Regions from separate parts of the Mus musculus genome. Here regions 1, 2, 3 and 5 are each linked to region 4. The links are chromatin contacts, called in public Hi-C, HiChIP or PLAC-seq, Micro-C and promoter capture Hi-C maps. All regions are on one chromosome and are shown on one strand. Each heading gives the region's core, a stretch centred on a gene start, on an enhancer-like site or on the middle of the called end of the contact. The rest is flanking DNA. Distances are from core to core; before and after follow the strand shown.

Evidence for each region. Promoter capture Hi-C pulls out the DNA fragments that hold promoters and counts their contacts. A called contact is a pair of places that touch in the nucleus more often than the background predicts. HiChIP or PLAC-seq counts read pairs in DNA pulled down with a chosen protein or histone mark.
Region 1: a promoter capture Hi-C map of second pharyngeal arch cranial neural crest shows a contact between it and region 4. The contact joins the promoter of Arhgap44 here to the promoter of Map2k4 in region 4. A contact is called at or near these places in 9 of 39 promoter capture datasets (the 3T3-L1 cell line, the SN4741 cell line, cranial neural crest and 5 more), 3 of 115 datasets of contacts at active chromatin or transcription factors (embryonic forebrain and embryonic stem cells) and 1 of 9 other capture datasets (embryonic stem cells).
Region 2: a Hi-C map of Sertoli cells shows a contact between it and region 4, with 2.1 times the contacts expected there. The contact joins the enhancer-like site here to the promoter of Map2k4 in region 4. A contact is called at or near these places in 1 of 39 promoter capture datasets (hippocampal neurons), 1 of 484 Hi-C or Micro-C datasets (Sertoli cells), 5 of 115 datasets of contacts at active chromatin or transcription factors (astrocytes, embryonic limb bud, embryonic stem cells and 1 more) and 1 of 9 other capture datasets (embryonic stem cells).
Region 3: a contact with region 4 is called in a Micro-C map of embryonic stem cells, with 3 times the contacts expected there. The contact joins the promoter of Shisa6 here to the promoter of Map2k4 in region 4. A contact is called at or near these places in 1 of 484 Hi-C or Micro-C datasets (embryonic stem cells) and 2 of 115 datasets of contacts at active chromatin or transcription factors (astrocytes and embryonic forebrain).
Region 5: a contact with region 4 is called in an H3K27ac HiChIP or PLAC-seq map of cardiomyocytes, with 2.8 times the contacts expected there. The contact joins the promoter of Myocd here to the promoter of Map2k4 in region 4. A contact is called at or near these places in 2 of 39 promoter capture datasets (the SN4741 cell line and hippocampal neurons), 1 of 484 Hi-C or Micro-C datasets (the HL-1 cell line) and 3 of 115 datasets of contacts at active chromatin or transcription factors (cardiomyocytes, embryonic hindbrain and embryonic stem cells).

The regions. Positions count from the first base shown.
Region 1 is chr11:65,161,554-65,164,253 of GRCm38.p6, forward strand. It overlaps Arhgap44 (Rho GTPase activating protein 44), which reads right to left and starts at 1,408. Exons shown (of 20, transcript NM_001099288.1): 1 at 1,033-1,408. The coding sequence starts at 1,085. It overlaps LOC115487730 (a long non-coding RNA gene), which reads left to right. Exons shown (of 3, transcript XR_003949568.1): 2 at 1-836.
Region 2 is chr11:65,208,294-65,210,993 of GRCm38.p6, forward strand. The region is part of intron 5 of Myocd (myocardin); the gene reads right to left. Among named protein-coding and RNA genes, the nearest start is that of Arhgap44, 47 kb to the left of the region's middle. RefSeq lists an enhancer at 562-2,164. Within about 2 kb of position 1,363, at least 37 of the 459 cell types and tissues checked have an H3K27ac peak or open chromatin away from gene starts, as enhancers often do. A contact at or near this core is called in Sertoli cells, where this site is marked.
Region 3 is chr11:66,524,871-66,527,570 of GRCm38.p6, forward strand. Shisa6 (shisa family member 6) reads right to left here and starts at 1,256. Exons shown (of 5, transcript NM_001034874.3): 1 at 439-1,256. The coding sequence starts at 1,094.
Region 4 is chr11:65,787,052-65,789,751 of GRCm38.p6, forward strand. Map2k4 (mitogen-activated protein kinase kinase 4) reads right to left here and starts at 1,308. Exons shown (of 11, transcript NM_009157.5): 1 at 1,085-1,308. The coding sequence starts at 1,193.
Region 5 is chr11:65,268,715-65,271,452 of GRCm38.p6, forward strand. Myocd (myocardin) reads right to left here and starts at 1,275. Exons shown (of 13, transcript NM_146386.3): 1 at 930-1,275. The coding sequence starts at 984. Gm30586 (a long non-coding RNA gene) reads left to right here and starts at 1,211. Exons shown (of 3, transcript XR_001780238.2): 1 at 1,211-1,549.

The sequences.
Region 1 (2,700 bases), core at 158-2,657, 630 kb before region 4:
CACTCTATGTGTGGAGCCTGCACTTGAATTGCACCCAAGGCTTGGTTCTTCCCTTTCTGCTTACTTTAAACTGCACACCTAAATTCCTTTAACAACCACACAGAAATCCGGCCCTGGGCACACAGATTCCATGAAAAATCCCCCTCTATCTAACAAGCCTGTGTTTCAAGAATGTCTAGCTTTGGACGGGACCCACTAAGAATCCTTATGTAACCTTAATAGATCTTGGCACCCCACAGATCCGCTCCTGGAGACACTGGCCCAGATCTAGTCCATGTTCACCAAGATGAGAGCAGTCTGGGTCCTGCAGATTCCTGGGGCCAAGCTGTTCTGGACTGGGAGGGAGGAGAGACTGTCCCATCCCCTACCTGGCTGAGAGCCTCTGATCCTCCTCTCTCTGATCCTCCTCTCATCTTCCAAGGGAGTTGAACCTCACTTTCGCAGCCTCCCTCCCTCCCTCCACTGAAATCAGTCTTGGGACCGAGCCTACATCAGCCAGCACCTTCCCCCTTCTCGCCATCCTTTCCCCACCCCCAAACGCTGAGGAAAAAACAGCCAGGAAAGTGATCCAGCATCCCATACAGTCACAGCCCCTGAAAACAAACAGGGCTCCAGTGGGGAAGGAGGGTGTCGACCAGGCCCAACACTACCTCAGGACCCTAAGCAGCCCTGAACTGGGCGCAGGGAGGAAGAGATCTCCAGAGGCAGCCAACGACTCGGCAGCCAGCAGCTCCAGCAGAGCAAACACCTGTTTCCAGGAAGAATCGCTACCAGAGGAAAAGGGAGTCCCGAGGAAAGGCAGAGAGGGCGAGGTGAAGGGGCAGCTGGGGACGCAGGTGAGGATGCGTCACTCTCTGAGCCTAGACCGGCGAGCGAGAAGCGAGCAGGGGTCGGGAGAGGAAAGGTCTCACCAACGACCCGCGCGGACCCAGGAGGGACGCACAAGCTCCAGGCCGGGCAGCTCCATCACCTGCGCCTGGCAGATGCAGCCCCGCGGGCGTGCCGGCCCTGGGCGGCCAGCGGGTGACCTACCTGCCCACCGTCTGGTTGGCCAACTGGCGCATGCGGTTAAACTGCTTCTTCATCGTGGCCCCGCTGCCGCGCTAGCCCGGGAGCTGGGGAAGGACTGAGCTGCCCGGAGCCCACCGCAGGGTTACATGGCTCCCGCGCCCAGCCTCCCGGGCGACGGCGGCGGCACTGCGGAGCCTGGGGAGCCGCCTGGCCCGCGCCCAGCCTCCCGAGAGCACCTCCGCCTAGTCCGCCCGCCGCATCCTTCTCTGTGCCACGCCCGGGGCCGCCCAAGGCGCCCGGCGGTCAGCCCCAGCTGTAGCTAGCCCCCAGCCCCAGCCCGGCGAGCGAACCGGGGAGTCTCCGCAGGCTGGCTAGCCAGCTGGCCGGGTGGTCCCCGTGCGCCTGTGCGGAATGCGCCGTGCATGCTGGGACTTGTAGTTTGCCGCTCCCACCTTTCCTCTGTCCAAAGTTTGTAGGGACAGCTTTTGTGCAGAGGTGAGAGAAGACAGTATGACCAAGACGTTTAGGCTTTAGCCTTGTAGTAAAGGAAATACTTTCGTGCTTGAATAGTGAAACCAACGACACAACAACAAACAGAGTAAACGTCTGACTCCTATTTTCTCTCAAGCGAATGCGAGATGTTCAGTGTTGAATTCATATGAAGATATGTTAGGCAGATGTGTTCGTTAAATTGTATAAAGTCACCTTATTGGTGTTCAATCACAGTGTTAAGCTTGGGACAAAGGGGTTTCGAACTAGGCGTAGCATGCATCCCAAAATGCCATCCTTAATCTTTTTCAAACCCAGTAAGTAACCAAAAGTTTACATAAGATTGAATCAGTAACGTCTTGTCTACTAGCACAACCTGAGACAGCTTTCTTGTATGATTTAGATTCTATTACCATAGCTATGTCCATCTCCTTACCGCCACTAGACCTGAAATGGTATCAGCTGGGCAGCCCACTGGCATTTACCAGCTGGTTGAAAGAAATTGTGGCTCATTAGACTTGGAAGGTGGCAGGTGAGGGGGACAGCAAATGGCTCAATAGGTAAAGAAGCCTATTGACCTGTGTTCAGTGTCTAGAACATACACGGTAGGAGAAAATTAACTCCTGCATGTTGTCTTACGTACACACACACTAAATAAATATAAATAATGTAAAAAAAAGAAAGAAAATCACATGTGATCTCAATTAGTTGTCATCTTTATATATATCAAGTCAGAGTTGTTGGGCAGTAGAGACATTGGATCAAACAAATGTGAGTCTTCCCATTAGAATCTCACATATTTAATCAGCAATTTTAGGAAAACTGCTGGGACTCTCTCATCTCCAGCTTCCCTATCTCAAGTAGAAAGCACTGCTGTTTGGTAGATGGAAATGAAAGAGTGCTGTTTTCCAAATCTAACTACATACAGGCTATCATGTAGTCCACTGTGGCAGATACAATGGAAGATAGCATAATGGGAAAATCCAGGATCATTCCTATTATGAAAATAGTTTAAAAAAAAAAAAAAAGGAAGAGCATCCATCTATGACCCGAGATTCTCTGCAGTGTGTTGATTACAGTAGAAAGATGCCCTAAATATGGATGTAAGTGTCTTACTGGCCAGCGGAACAAATGATGGTTTGAGGCATGTTTTGGCTGAATGAACATGAAATCTTTAATTAATTGTGAGCTCAGCCTCTG
Region 2 (2,700 bases), core at 113-2,612, 580 kb before region 4:
AAGAGAATCTGTCAAAGAAATGTGGCCTGGAGAGTGTCCACAGCAGTTAGACAGAAGAGCTGGTGATGTAAAGTTGTCTAAGAACTCCCGGAGAGGAGGGGGCTTGGGTGGAACCTGAAATGACTGTCAGCTATGGGCAGGACAACAGAAGGGTGCAGGGACTTGGATGGTGGTGGAGAGAGGAAGAGACACAAGAGGGACCGATAAACAGAATTGGTGTAGTGAGGGAAAGAAGAAACTCTACTAGCTAGAGGAGAGAATTATTCTAGAATCCACATCCTATACCATCAAACCTACCAACTCAGAGTTTCCCCGCTTAAGCCACAAGTCACAAGTACATGAAACAGAGCACTCAGAACTTGTTCACATCCACACAAAGGAGCAGGGTGAGTGCCACAGCCCCAGATGGTATGGATGTCTGGTACCCAGACAACATGATGTGGCCAGCTCAGATTCTGCCAACAGGTACATTTGAGGACCACTAAGGACTGTGCCATCATATGGGCCACCCCAGTTTCATCACCTTCAGGGTTGCAAGTTGTTTGGGTTTGTCACTCTCTGGGCAGAAGAGGAAGGGAGGGACAGGGAGCCTTCACACAGCAATTCTTCAGGCTTACAGAGGAATCCCTCAGAGCTGCCGCCGCCACCACCACCACCACCACCACCACCACCACCACCACCACCACCACCACCACCTACTTTCACAAGACGCTTAAGGCCCTCATGGGTTCTAGAGTTGGAAACACTTGGGGCACTTTTCTTTTCTTGGTTCTATTACTTCAGAGGGCCTCAGTTTCCCCCTCTGTAAAGTGGGAATAATGAATGGACCTACCACTCTAGGTTTCAGGAAATAATATCCCCACAGCACCGAGTCACGGCCTGACGTGAACTTTTCAGTCATGTCTAGCTATTCTGGTGGCTGATACTGTTTTTGTTTAGAAGCATCTGCCATTCTCAAGTTTACCATTATCAAAAACAAAAGGACCACCCCGGAAGCAGTTTATTTTGTGGTCAGCCTCTTAAAGGCCCAGTGCAACTCCACGGTGAGGAAACTCTTTTGTCCAGAGAGGCTCATTCTGGGAAAACAAGGAGTCAGCTTTCCTAGGGTAAGGAGAAACTTTGTTCAGGGCAGGCCACCCTCTTTGCTGGTTCAAGCCACGCTGCTGCAGAGAGGGACACAGGTCACCTTCTGGTCACCTTATCTGTGTCCCTGTGGAACATTCACATTGATTGCACTGCATTGTGACCCTGGGCCTCTGCTCCAATCTCCCACGACAAGAGGCTGGCTGGGAGCTGCTGGAGAGCAGAGTGCTGGCTATTGTCCCTCCAGACACGTCAGGCAGTGTGATGACAAGGACCTGCTCTGAGAAGCCCTGACATCATCCTCCGGCTATGCCCACAGGACTGGCTCTTGGCACTGCCCCCTTGGGACCTCAACTCCCCCATTCCCTGGAAGTGATTAGATGAATGAGTCAGCTGTACTTTCCTGTGTACGCACGTTTAACATTCCAAGATTAAATGAGATAATTGGAGGCCTAGTTACTCTCTCCCTAGAACCTGCACCCAGGGCTATGAAGGAAGGGTCGGGCGCAATGGGAGAGGGCACCGCCTGATGTTCTACCTCCAAGTTAGTGTCCTGAAGGGCAGGGGAGCTGTTTTTATTTGGGGACAGACTGACTGACCATCCCTAACATTCTTCAGAATGAAAATGAAGCAATATCTGTTTTCCAAGGGTGAGTGCCACAGGTCATTCACATAGATGTAGATGTTGTTTAATCTTGCCTGTTGTCAAGGAGACTTGATGAGATCCAACAATATACTATAGTCTATGGCCTGGTGGTTCCTCTACTTGAGAGAACTCAACTTCTCTCAAAGGACATCAGTAGTCTTCATTATAAAATGGATGTGAACTGGTACCCAGGGTTCCCTTTCCTCAGATCTGTGACACCTCAGAAACTCCTCTTGTGTCTCTTGACCAGATCTTCATAAATCAGAAGTGCTAGCTACTATGTATATGTATTACGTGTCAGTTCTAGAGGTCAAATACTAGAGTCAAAGAATATTATCCAGTATGAACATGATATACTCCCCTGGTCTCCTTCTTCCCTTATGGGACAGCCACTCAATGTCCCTGTGTCACCTGTCAATACCTCCTGCTACCCCACAGGGATCTTGCAAGATATCCTCAACTCCAACTGCCCATCTCTCAGCAGTACTGAGGTGGGTTCCGCAGGACTGATGGCATTCAGGTCACCAGGCAGCCCTGCAGAATCGGAGGGCCACTTTCTTCCCTCAGCACCCACCCTTTCTCCCCCAAATCTGCCAGCTCCCCCATTTTAGAATCCTACCCTACTTTTCCCAGAGTTTTTCTTCAGAAAAACATTTGACATACATGCCATGGTGGATTTCTTTCCCCTAAGGATCGTTTGTACTTTGGAAGTGATTTCTCATTGTGGAATGGTAGAATTTTGTCCGTGAGAAAGTAAGGCATGCCAAGGCAAACAACCCTACCATCTGGCACAGGGCCATTGTTATTGTATATCTGCCTTTAAAATGCATGATCAGTGTCAAAACTCCTTGGTCTCTGAACATGGACCGGGTTCTGAGTGAGCTGAAGAGGTTGATTTTGAGGTAAAGCCTGTGGGTCACAGACCAAGATATGTTGAATAAAGAGGCCTTCAGATACATGACAGCTGGAAA
Region 3 (2,700 bases), core at 6-2,505, 740 kb after region 4:
CCCAGCTCACACTAACCCGCTTGCTGTTCTTTTCAGTGAGGTGCCCACACTGCTCTGCTCTTTATATTAAAGTGGCACGCCAGTTTTTAAAATAAATTCAAAAACAAAAAAACAAAACAAAAAACCTAAGCATGGTACAGCCCATAGTAAAGTGTCCACGAACCATGAAATACAGCCTGGGGATTATTGGTGAGATTCTTATCCTTGAACATCAGGAACTCCGTAGACTGGTACTTTGTGTTGCCATTCTTTCTAAAACCAAAAGCACACCTAGCTGCTTCCTACGGAATGCGGGAGAGCCTACTGCTCCTAAAGGAAGCGACTGTGGAAGTGACTTAGAAGGGGAGAGGTAGTACGCGCGAAGAGGACAGGGCCAGGCCCGTTAAGGGGGGCGCGAGGCCTGGGAACCCAAGGCAGGCACCCAGTAGCGCCTCTCACCTGTGGATGTTCATCTCTCGCGGAGGGCGGTGGGCCTTGTCATAGGAGACCTTGGCGAAGACGCCCGCCACGATGACGAAGGCGATCACCCCGCAAGTGATGTAGACGGTGAAGTTGGTCTTGTCCTTCTCCGGGTCGTACTTGTTCTCGGGCCCCGGCGACACTACCTTGGTGCTGGGCGTCTGCACCCATACGGGGCTTTGGTAGTTGGTGCACTGGCGCTGGTCCAGCTTCTCGTGGCGCTTCTTGCAGCAGAAGCGATAGTAGCAGGTGCCGCAGCAGTACAGGTAGCCGCTCTCGCTGTTGTTGCACTCGAACTCCTTGTCGTACTGGCCGCTCACGTCGTAGTAGCCCCAGCACGTCTCGTAAGTAACAGTCGCGCTGGCCGCCGCCGCCGCCGCCGCTGCCGCTGCTGCGGACTGTCCCCGCCGGCTGCCCGCCTCCGGGACGCCGGACGCTCGGGCGGTGCTGTTTAGTTCGCGGCCGCCTCGGGCCAGGGCGCCCCCAGCACGCCGACCTCCGACGGCTCCCGCGTTCAGGGTCCGGTTCCCGGAGCGGCCGCGGGCGGCGTCTGCGCCGGGCGGCAGGTGCAGGGACGCGAGCGACAGCAGCAGCGACAGCAGCAGAGGCGGCAGCAGGAGGCGGCGCAGCGCCATGGCGGGGCCGGGCGGGAGGGCGCGGGCGGACGCGGGCTGCAGGCCGCTGCCCCGGCGGCTGGCCGGGCTCCGAGGGCGGCCGGGCGGGCTGGAAAGGCGAGACGGACCGGTCAGCGGCGGGGAGATGGCGCCATCGAGGCGCGGGCGGCGGCGGGAGCGCACGGAGCGGCGGGGCGCGGGCTGCGCGGGGCTCTCAGGCTGCGCGCCGGCTCCGCGCTCCCCCTGCGGGCTCCGCGCGCCTAGCGGGCAGCCCCATCCCCCGCCCGCGGCAGCGGCGGCTCCGCGCGACTCGGCTCAGGCCGGCCCCGAAGCGCGGCTCCCGGAGGCGGCGGCAGCGGCGGCGTGGTCCCGTCCGGGCAGGTCCTGCGGGACGAGACGGGGCAGCGGTCACGGGGTGCGGAGAGCGGCGAGCAGCCGGGCGGAGAAGGAGCGCTCAGCCCTCGAGGAGTGCGTCCCGACTGGGACAGTGGCCCGAGGACGCGTGGAGAACCCCTGGGGAAGCCACCGGGCCGCCGAGCCCGGGGACGGTGCTGCCGACTGAGGCTGGGGTCCGGCGGGCAGCCGGGGTGCGCGGCGGCTGCACCTCAGTCACTCACCATGCCGGGCTGCGACTGCAGCGGCGGCGGCGGCTAGGCGGGAGCGCAGCGACCGGAGCGAGTGAGCGGAGCCGGGAACCGCCTGCACTAGTGCCGGAGCGTGTGCGATAGGAGAGAGGGAGACACACGCACTCACACAGCCGCACACGCGGGAGCGCCGCGCGGGGAGGGCGGGGAGGGAGGCCAGCCGCTCGCCGCCGCCCACGTTTCCACGCCTGGGCGCCCGGTTGGGGGACGGCAGGACTTCTCTTTGCCTCTTCCTCTCCCTCCTCCCCACCCCCCGCCTCGAAGCTTCGCGTCACCAACGCCGGGACACCAGTTAAGCGACTAAGATGGCAAAGAGGGAGCTCACCCCCACTACCTTCACCCCGGAGCAAGGCCAGAGTGAGCCCTCTGGAGCCGGCCAGCGGCAGGGTTAAACCTACTCTGACATTGCCCTTCTAGCCCTCTGGTCAAGTATTTCTAACCCTCCCTCACTCCCCCGCTTTACTTCAGCCTGGTCTTTGCGCTACCAGAAAGCAAGTTGGGGTTTCTGCAAGCCTCTGCCTCTCCCTAGTGGTGATGTTCACAGCCAAGATAAGAGGTCAAGCCCATTGCTACAGGTTCCTACACTGAGGCCAGGGGTCAAGTGGCTGTTGGGCCACCTAGTGTGATGAACTTAGGCTCCTTTCTCCTCCATCGCTCGTGCAGGAGTGAGATAGCTCCAGCTCTGGGTGACACCTCGAATTCCCTCTTTCTCCAACTTTTTTTCTAGCATTGAGACGAGAGTTAAAAAATAAATAAAAAGAAATAAATAAATAAAACTACCTGGGTTTTAAAGATTTCTTTGGAAAGCCCTACATTCCTGTCGTTGCTGCTGGAGGAGACAGATTAGAGAGTCCCTTGTGACCAGAGTGAGACCAGGCTGGCTGAAAGGAGACCCACGAGTCTGGCTTTCTAAGCTATGTGGCCACCCCAAGGGGGAGTCAGAGTCTTAGTTTGCTGTGTGTTGTGTGGAGAAGGTGGGAGAC
Region 4 (2,700 bases), core at 58-2,557:
TTTGAATTAATTAGCTTAGGACCTGTACAGAATATATCTTCTGAATGAAATGCTCAATCTGTTTATATACTATCCCATAAATGTTTCTTATGGGAAGGGATGTAAATACAGATCGTATTTCTGCTGCCCAAATCATGGTATGCTGGCATAAACACGAAATTTTCAACATATAATCTGTTGAACTTCATTAGACACAAGGAGCGCTTTATGAAGAGTTGGTATCATACTGATACCAAAGATATCCAAACGACTCTAATAATTCAACATAAGTCGTTTGCTAAAGTTGTCAAGAGATTTCTGGGCTTGCCTGTGTCAATCCCCCCAATAAACCTAAGAAATGGACTCGGGCCTGTTATTTTCACAACACCCCCTGTCAAATCCCACACAGAGCTCCTAAGGCCTCCCGGTGAGGAAAGGCCATTACAGGGGAGCTGCCTCAGATGCCCAGACATGATCACTTTGACCTCTGCCATTCGGTTTCCTGAATCTCTCTCCCTTTCAGCCCAACTCGGTCTTCTATTTTTATCTGATTTTTCTTTTCTGCATGCGAGGATAAGACACATCTCGGGCCTGGGTCGAAACGCCTCTCCGGGGCCAATGGCTGTCTCCCCACCTTACAGGTGGCCCAGGGCCTCGCAACCCCCCGCCCCTCCCACGCAGACACCCTGCAAAGTTTTGGGGACGGGGGGACAGCGCAGTGGCCCTATTCCAGCGGCGCACCGTGAAGCGCAAGATGGCCCTGAGCCGGCCCCACTGCAGCGCGCGGGGGCGGCGGGGCCGAGGGCCGGGACGCGGCCGACCTGCGAGCCAGAGGCCCGGCCGCGCGCGTTCCCGGAGCCAGCGGGCGCCAGGTGAGCCGCGGGCGGGGGCGGCCAGGTGGGCCGGAGCGGGCAGAGCCAGAGCCGCCACAGCGTTCACCGAAACCCGGCCCGGGGCGGGGATCCCGGGGCGAGGCCGGGCCCGAGACGCGGAGCTCGGGCGGCTTCCTCAGACAGCCCCGGGGACGCAGCGGCTCCACAGGCCGCGGCTCGGCCGAGCGCCTCGCGAGGGGGCCCCGGGGTCTCTGCGCGCCCACCGTCCTTACCCTGCATGCTGCTGACCGCCGGGTGGCCAGAAGCTGGAGGTCCGATGGGCCCCGGGGTGCCGCCACCGCCCCCGGAGCCGCCGCCGCCGCTCGGGCTCGGAGCCGCCATTGTTGGAAGTGAAGAGCCGAGCGGCGCCGCGGCGGCTGCAATGCAGCAAGCTCGGCCTCTCGCTCCGCTGAGGGCGCGGCGTGCGCCGCCTTGGCCACGCCCCGGGCACGCCTCCGTCACGCCCCCGGGCACACCCCCACTAGCACTGACGCGCAGCCTGCAATACAGGTTGAGCTGCAGCGCCCAGCACTGAGGGCAGGGCCTGAAGTCCTGGATCAGGGTGACTCTCAACCTACCACTCAGGGACCCATAGTGGCTTGCAGAATCAGAAATATATGTGCATTGAGAAAAGGGAAAGACTTACAGCCCCAAAGCTTTAGAACTCCCTTCTCTGAACCTCAGAACCCAAAATCAGAACACGTAGAGTTCTACGAGATCTCAGAAGTCACGCTTCCTGTCCAGTCTCTGATCCATCACTGCAGAAGAGATGACAATAACTGTGGTCTCAACCCAGAGCTCTCTGTTCTGCTGGGGACTAACAGGAGTATTTCACTGACAAAAAAAAAAAAAAAAAAGTATCAGAACCCGAAAGAAAAAGTTCCGGTGTAGGCTTTTCAGTCCAGAATCCATGCCAAATATTTTGTTAATTTATTCTGTGTGGGAAGAAGACAGCAAACAGCAAAAGGTGAGGCTGTGATGGCCTTCAAACGCATCTCTTTTTCAAGCGCAGATCAGAAGGTGGCTTTCTTTGAAGGAAGTTATATTTTAGTTCCAGAAGAAGAATCAAAGAGCATAAAGCTGTCCGTGACGACACATGCCTTTAATCCCAGTGCTTAGGAGGCAGATCTCTCTAAGTTTTCAGTCAACCTGGTTTATGGATGGGTTCCAGAATCTTCTCTAAAAATGGTTTTAAGGATGAAAAACATCAAATAAAATACTTCTTCCAAAACAAATCGCCATTTTAGGAAACATGGGTGGACGCAAAAGAAAAAAAAAACAATATAATATAGTTGCGTTTTTATTTTTATTTTTTATTTTTAGCTTGGGCACTTTAACACCCAGGGGAAAGGCATCAAAGGTTCCATAATTTGCTAGCAATAAAACAAGAATCAGATCCTGTCACTACCAGACTCTGACCCCAGTGTGTCATGGCATTTGACTTGTCAGGAAAGTTTCCCAGCCGGCTCTAGTATCACTATGGTGTGTGAGTGTGGTGTGTGAGTGTCATTTCCACAGTTCCTTGGGGGCTGAAGCAATGCAAAGAAATAGCTTAGAGGAATTTGAATTTCCCTCTTTCCGTAAGCTTCATGAGCGTCCCAATCTCAGTCTTTGGTGTAAATAATAAATATCTCACAGTCTTAGGGAAAGTGCTTTTGTAAATCTCTCACCCCACTTCCAACAAGTTTATAGTTATTTAATAATGTATATTATATTATAATTATATGCATTATTTATATAGTATATAGTATATATTATAAAATATATATTATAAAATATGTATTATACTAGTTATATATATTACAAAATATATAATATGATATATACTTGTATAATATGTTATTATATT
Region 5 (2,738 bases), core at 25-2,524, 520 kb before region 4:
CTTATGGCCCATCACCCACTGTGCACAATTTCTGAGCCACTCATTTCAAGACAAACAGTTGAGTAGCTCCTTCAGAAGGACCAAGGGAATTGACAGAGTGAGTGGCACCAGCATCAGCCAGCACCTGTTACATGGAAGGCTCACACCAGAGCTATCCACCAAAATGTTCGTTCTTAGAAGGTGCCCTGCCATCATTGAATGGCCCTGTTACCACTGTTATAAAAGCAAGAATGGGCAAAGCTAGGTAGCCCTTCCAGGATGCGAACGAGGGAACACAATCCTGCGTCTTCTGTAGGCCCCCACGTACCCTTTCCTTATACTCACCTCTCCTGAGTGTCCCTCCAGAAGTTTCTCTGTGTGCCACTAACACAACAATTTTAGGGAAAATTGTCCATTTATAAATATCAGATGGTTTGGGAAAAAATATTTGTGGCGCTGGTTTTTTTCCCCCATGGTGATGTCATTTAAAAATTCTTGGTGTGCTCCAAATTCGCTATTTTTACTTCCTCCAAGTGACTTTTTTGGGAAATACATTTGTTTGGATTAGCTACATGTTAAGTGACCCCTAGACGTCTCACAGTCCTAGGCACATTGTCTCAGCGGTTGTAACTGATAACGCGCCCACTCTATAACTTCAGATCCTGGAGTTGCCCATTTCAACACAGTTCCTTTTGGGTCGTCCCCTTAAAAATGTCTATTTACCGATAAAGGAAAATATAGTAAAATAAAGTAAAACATTGGATTATTCGTAAACAAAACTCAAACTTAACACAGGTCAAAGGGAAGACATTTGAAGGCATTCAGTCAAACACAGTGTTCATTTTGGGGAAACAGAGGGAAGGCCGCCACCTCAGGCCCGAAGCATTCATTGTAAAGCAGTTGAGTGGTAGAGATGAAAAGTTTAAGGAGTGCTGAACGCCTTACTCTACCTGATCGGAACTTCCTTCTAATCAGCAAAGAGTGTTCAGACCCCAGGAGTGTCATGGTGAGTCTCAGCAAGCCGCTGGTCGTTGGCCAGGCGCCCCGCTTTCCACCAGAAACTGGCTCCCGGGAGCCCAGAGGACAGCAGCTAACAACCCAGAATTCATCCAACTCTTGGGGAGCTCCCTTGGGTAGGAGGACGCACAGTGGCCGCCAGTGTCCCCAGAAAACTGGCGCCTCCCCCCTCGCCGCTCGCGAGGCTAATTAACTCCCAGCAGGCAGGACCCTCCTCCTCTGAGGGTGGCCGGGAACAGCCGCATCCTAGGCGTTCCTGGCTGATGTCATAGGCTGCCAGCGGTCGCGGAGTACCGCCACCACGCCTTTATGAAGGTCCCAAGTTTGCTATCTGATCCTCTTTACTACTGACAGGAGATCAGCCAATCAGGAGCGGTGAGCGGGGCCTGGGGACCAGACGCGGCCCCAGGAGTCTTAACAGCCGGCTCTTAACTCTTTGCAGAATAGTGCGCCAAGGCTGCTTGCCCAGGCGGGAGTCTCTGCACTGGCACCCCTAAATCGGATGCCCGAAGGCTGCAGGCGGCGCCCGGCGTGCAGGTGGCGCCTGGCGACGGTAGGAGTGTATCTGCTTGTCCTAGGTGTGCATGTCCCTGGTGTCCCCAGCTTACTGCAGGGCTCTGGAAGGTACATCTCCAGAACGCGCTGGAGCCTGGGCCAAGAAGCTGGGTTGGCTTGCAACTCCCGGGAGCACCCGCTTCCCCTCTGTATCCGAGCGGTGGTGCTTCAGGAGACCGATGCCTGGAGCAGCTACTGAGCGGCTGAAGAAGTGGCAGAAAGTCTTTCCCTGTGGTTGGATGTTCTCTTTGGATTCACAAAAAGTTTGTGTCTGGGGACTGAGCCCAGAGTGCGATTGGTGCAAAAGTTGAGCGTACTATTGAGCACTCAACAGGGTAGGATTCGGTGGCCTGGGCAAGCCAGATCGGAAAAGTGCAGAGGTTTTTCACGTCCCTTTCATAGTGGGAAAGGGACCCAAAGAGGCGCTGAGGATGCGCGTCTCTGGGGTGCCTGGGGTGACAGGGTCCCACGTGCATCATTAAGTACAACACATGTTCTAAGACAAAGATTTAGATAGTTGGAAAAAAAACATTGAACTGCATACATACAACACACAATTTGCCACTATTTGCAACTTTATATGCACGTGAGCTCCCAGATACAATTCTTTACATCTCCCCTTTTGTCTCAAAGCTGTGAATTCTTGAAGAGAATGACAATGACAGGTGGAGGCCTAATGTAACAATATCTGTTAGGGACTAATCTCTGCCCTGATCCGGGGTCTTCTGCCTCTATCAACTGTTGCTGAAGACACCCTAGGGTGCCCAGACCTTCCTTTTTCCCATTCTCTGGGTTGCACCAATGCACTTGAATCTTGGAATTCGTTTTCTGAGATAGGTAATGCTCCTCCTCACTAAATCAGAGAGGAGGTGGAGCCCTGCTACTCAACTTCCTCTTGTGAATAGGGTTGGGCAGTACGAGCCTACAACAGGCTGCCTCCTGTGGTAGCCTGGCAGTGGTTGTGCATTCCACAAGCAGTGCTGAACTGGGCTGTTCCTGTGGGAACAGATCACAGCCGCTTTAATGGCTTACATCAATCCCGATTCATTACCTTGCAGGTTTGAAGGCTGGGAGTCAGAAACTGGTCTCACTGAGTTAAAAAAAAAAAATCAAGGTGTTGGCAGAACTGTGTTCCCTTCTGGAAGCTCATGAAGAGACTCCATTTCCTTTCCCTTTCCAACTACTAG